Regions from separate parts of the Gossypium arboreum genome. Here region 1 is linked to region 2. A link is a contact called in public Hi-C data. All regions are on one chromosome and are shown on one strand. The core of a region is the stretch at or near the end of the contact, and the rest is flanking DNA. Distances in the headings are between cores, read along the strand shown. Region 1 holds the start of LOC108464165. Region 2 holds the start of LOC108463801.

The links. A called contact is a pair of places that touch in the nucleus more often than the background predicts.
Region 1: a Hi-C map of leaf shows a contact between it and region 2, with 3 times the contacts expected there. The contact joins the promoter of LOC108464165 here to the promoter of LOC108463801 in region 2. A contact is called at or near these places in 2 of 5 Hi-C or Micro-C datasets (both in leaf).

What each region holds. Positions count from the first base shown.
Region 1 is chr11:32,868,151-32,870,850 of ASM2569848v2, reverse strand. It overlaps LOC108464165, which reads right to left and starts at 1,279. Exons shown (of 13, transcript XM_053021201.1): 1 at 936-1,279; 2 at 813-851; 3 at 564-712; 4 at 323-398. The coding sequence starts at 1,132.
Region 2 is chr11:32,654,861-32,657,560 of ASM2569848v2, reverse strand. It overlaps LOC108463801, which reads right to left and starts at 1,332. Exons shown (of 5, transcript XM_017763726.2): 1 at 1-1,332.

The DNA.
Region 1 (2,700 bases), core at 30-2,529, 210 kb before region 2:
ATGAGAGAAAGTAAAATGCAAGACAAGTCTATAAATTGGATCTTTTATAAAAACTTAACGCATCTCAACATTTATTTCCAAATAGAATAAATCTTGGAAAATACATCTCCTGCAACCACCATCTTATCTCCATGTCTAAGATCACCCTAAAGCCCTATGCAGCATGAAAAAAAGAATTGCAAAGAGCAAGACACTGTTGGAAACTTTTATGCAGATGGCATGCCAATAAATTTTTATTTTTCGGAAAAGCTTTGAGCACCATCACATGCATCACCTATCTTATCAAATCGGCACAAATAGCTGAGAAAAGAATATACTAAACCTGTCTGATTGGAACGGTGCGATTACTTTTGCCTCCATTTCTACATTCACATGTTGTAAACCATCCTCGTCGGTAACTGTCAAAAGATACAAACCTCAGCACATAAAGCTTATTTGAAAACTAATCGCTATTCTTATAACAGACTTTTGCCGTTATAACCAAAAAATAGGAGGGACACGAAACAAACAAAAGTGAACCAAAAACAGAATTTATCAATTCCAAGAAATAAAAAAGTACCGACATCCTCTACGGCGATGCTTAATTAAATCCCGATAACGCTCGAAATTAACAAACTCTTCTACTTCTTCTTCCTCTTCAGACTTCTCTTGATTCCTAAAATGTCGTGTCCCTGGCTCGCGAATAAAATCAAGAAGAGCTCGGCCATCGAATCTAAAATATAAGCAAATGCTAATCAGTTTAAAAAAAAAAAAAAAGCATCGTCTAAAAGGATCTTAGAAATGAAGATAAATGAGAAATAAAAAATATATACCTATCGATTAAAATATCTTGTTTTCCATTCCAAGGAATCCTGTAAGCAAAAGGAATAAATTTGAGATAATTAATGGAAGGCTAAGAAGGTAATATTTAACGGAAAATTGATAAATTGACTTACAAGCCTTGCTGATCTTGAGTGGCATGATAAAGAGCATCGTCACGGTGGATACGGCAGCGAGAGCCGACGACTTGAATGGATTGTTGAGGGTCGCCGCGTCTTTTGGCAAGGAATATGGCCCGTCTTTGTGCTCTCTTTCGAGCCGCGTCCATCATGTCGTGGACCTTCCTTTCTGATCTCCGAGCTTCGTGCCACATCTCTGATGATAGAATCGGAGTGTCGAAACCCTAAAGAGAGGAGGAGGAAATAAAAAACAACGATCTCTGGATCAATAATCTGTGTGTTAGGTAAGTGGAAAGCTTTGTTTTGTTATGTACCCTTTTTTTTTTTTTCTTTTATGAATAAATGGTCTGTCATTTTATTTGTCCAAAAAGGCCCAACTTTGAGCCTTGAGATTTGGGCTAGTAAGCCCCTTTCGTCTTTCTCTGATTTTTACTCTGGTTAAAAGCTATTTTTATAGATTCATGGTTTCAATGCGAACTTACTTTAAACAAAGTTATATGCGATTATTATTTTATTTACGATAAATATTAAATTTATACATAATTTTTTAATTTAATGTTTAATTTAATACATAAATTTTGATTTGATGTAATTATATATATGAAATTTAAATTTCAATTCAATTATATACATTTAAATAAATAAATACATACATTTATTTTTTATATTTGATTAATAAAATTATTTGTGTATGCAATATCTCGAGCGTAAAGCGGTATTAATTTAATAATATTGTTAGTAATTTTTAAAAATAGGATCAAATCAAATTTTATGTATAAAATCACACAATATTAAAGTTCATGTATGACATTACATATTAAATCAAAATTAATATATAATTTTGATATTTATTATCCTTCTAGTTAATTTTGTAAAAATATATTTAAAGAATAATAATTAAATAAGGATTTTGTTAACCTGTGTTTTTAAGACTTTTAAAAGTAATTTTTAAGAAAAGAATAACATAGCATTACTAAGCTATAGCGCGTGGTACACATTATAGTTGGCTTTATCAACCATAAAAACAGAATATTGAAATAGACAACATATCATTAAAATGTTCTAAAACTGACCTTAATCCTAGATGGACTAAAACTATCGTCCTCCTTTGCAAGTGAGTAGTGCATCTATTCCCTTCATATAGATATGTTGCAATCAACTAAGCTAAAATGTCTTCAAAATAGTCCTGCTCAAGCATAATGTTACCAGTTGCAGTACTCTTCATTTGACTAATGACAGACGAGGCATCAAGCTCAATAATTGAGAGATGCTTAAATCCTTTACAAGTAAAACATCATATTGGAGATTGGATTCGATCCCAAACAAAATCTCATTCTCCTCCCTTAATTATTTAAAAAAAAAATCATATCATAATGCCCATATTTCAACAATCATATTGGTTGCAAAAACTTATAAATGGTGACTACCTGTCACCTGATTGCCTAAAGAAGAGCCATCACAATTCAATGTGTTGAGGTAGTTTTTGAGCAGTGCCAAGACCAATGCCAACCGATGTCTAGCACTACCTACTCAGAAAACTTATCATATTTAAGTTGGAAAATTTTAGCAACAAAATCCTTGGGCTTTGATTCTAAATGATACGTTGGACAAAAACCGAAACATCCTTGAAATCCAAACTACACAAAACAAGATATCTTAAAGATTGATTTGGATTTGGATCGAAGCAATCAACTTTCTAAGTTTAGTTGATCAGATTGAATTAGGAAAAAATTGCAAGTATATATTCAAGACTTATCATGAG
Region 2 (2,700 bases), core at 83-2,582:
CAATAAACATCATGGAAGATATACATAATACACATCAGTTTGATAATGCATTCATACAATGGCAGATATACACAATACACATCAGTTTGATAATGCATTCATACAATGACAGATATACACAATACGCATCAATTTGATAATAGCATTCATACAATGGCAGAAACAAACAATAAACATCATGCACATGGCATACAATACAAAATCGAAATAACCCTAAATTGAAATCCAGATCGAAATCAAAATCAAATTCTAAATCTAAATCGAGATCAAAATTGGAATCAAAATCAAAATCAAAATCAGTGAGTGTTTTAAAATTGAAATTAAAATCGAAATCAAAATCAAAATCAGAATCGAAATTAAAATTGAATTAGAAATAACCCTAAATCGAAATAGCAACATTGGAATCCAAAAAATTTAAAACTAAATGCAACAACTTACCCGTTAAAGTGGATGTAACACCACTGGTAGCTTCTTTTCTATTGCCCATTGTCCCTGGCAATAAAAAAATTGAATGGTTTCTGGTTCGTCTTCTTTTCTCCCTAAACAAAGTAGACAATCATTAACCCTAAACCTTATACCCTATTAATGGATTATTGAACGAATTTCTAACCCTAAACCCTCTTTAATCGATTTTCAATTCAGTTTAAACCCTAAAAAAATCCTAAATTAGGATTGAAATTTCCCAAATTGATTTTCCTTTTTCTCCCCCCCCCCAAATCCCCTTCCTTAATCTATTTCTAACCCTAAAACATTACCCTTACCCATTTTTTCCCTAAAACTGCCCCAATCAGCGATTTTGCCAACATGGTAAGTTAACTTGCCACATCAGCTGGTTAACTTGCCACGTCAGCAATCCCATTAAAACTCTAACGACAATCGTTAACCGATGACTATTTTGTCACGTTTTAATAACGTTAGTGACCGTTTTGTTATTTTTTGAAAGTTAAGTGACTAAAATGAAACCTAGGTGACTGTTTTGTCAGTAACCCCAAAGTTGGGTGACTGTTGGTGTAATTTACCCTACAATGAATAAATAGATACTATAAATTTTCTATTCATCTAAAGAGACATGCTAAAAGATGCCCAATAGCAATAGGAAGTTAAATTTTCTATATTATGTGTTTGATGCTATGAGTGCAAGATTGCAATAGTACAAGTAAAACTACACATATGTTTTGTATTCCGTAATGAAGTTTAAACATTCTAGGCTTCTGTTGTGATTTTCCTCCTTACTTCAATCCAGATTTTGATTTATTTTTATAAATAGAGATAGATATACTCTGCATATCAATTGGTAGAATGATATAGTTTCCTTGCATTCTAAATCTACACAGCCTATCCCTTGAAGTTTGTATCGAAGTTTCGAAGGATGGGTACAAAATATTTCATCAATCTTTAAAAAAATTGTATTATTTATTAATGGATTCTATCTCTCTCTCTCTCTCTTTATATATATATATATATATATATATATATATATATATATATGTTTGCTGGAGAACGAAGGATTTTAACCATTCATCAATGGGGAGTATTAAAAGAAGCAGAAAACCCACATGTGATACTCCCTCCGTACTGTACCCCAAATTTTACATGGAATGAAGTGAAAGGAAACAATAACTATTTAAATTACAATTGTATCAACCGATAACTTATATTGGGTTAAGCCATTTAAAGCTTAAATTTAATCGAAATCTGAGTATTAGAGAAGTTTTGAATACAAAAAATTATCATAGATAAGAGCACAAGGAATGATATTATGATCATAAGTTAAAATAATTGAGAACACATTTTCATTGGCTCCACTGGAGATTTTCTGATCCAACATGGGGAAACGAGCTAATTTCTTTGGACACATTAAACAATGTCTCTTTTCCACTCAAAAGAAACGAAGAAATTCAAAGAAAGGAAAAAAAGGGTTTTTCTTTTTCTTTAAGTTTCTTTGAAAATTTTCTTAGATAATCATAAAAGGTTGAAGCAGTTGCTGGCAAGATAGGAGACCAGAATAGAGACAGTAAAATCTTAGATACGAAGCCTCAAAGGCCAAAAGTTAGTGTGTTTGTGTGTGTGTGTGTGTGTGTGTGTGTGTGTGTGTGCAGTACTTGTGGTTCAGGCCATCCCTATTCTCACCCAAAGGACACTGTGTGTATTTTGGATTCAATGTGGGGAGTTTTGACTGGTCCTCTTTTGCAGGCACTGATTCATGAAAACCCACCACTTGTCAGTACCCCATTTGGCTGAATTTATTTTTTAGAATTATTAAATTTTGGGTCATGTGAATGACAACCATGTCCTTTTGTGAGTAAAAATTCAAATCGTATCTTTTAAAAAGTAGAGAAATTTTCTTTGTGTTTGTTCTTCTCCCCCCTCCCCATGTTACTCAGACCTACCATAGCTCAACATGATCCTTGAAACTATTATGTTTTATCTGTCTTTTTCCCAAGTTTTTTAAAACAAGGGGAAATAAAACTTAAAAAAATGACCCTTAGACTCCATAATCCAAATGAATGTGTGCCCTTTCCCAGACCCTAGACCTAACCATATTGTTGATATTTAATTGGATACTCAAAATCCATGTGCTGTTGTTATGTTAGTGGCAATAGGTAAAGAAAATGAGGGCCCAAAAAAGGTTGATTCAGTTTAATCTAATCAATTCTTATATTTATTTTTAAAGGTTACATTCAACTAATTTTAATTTTT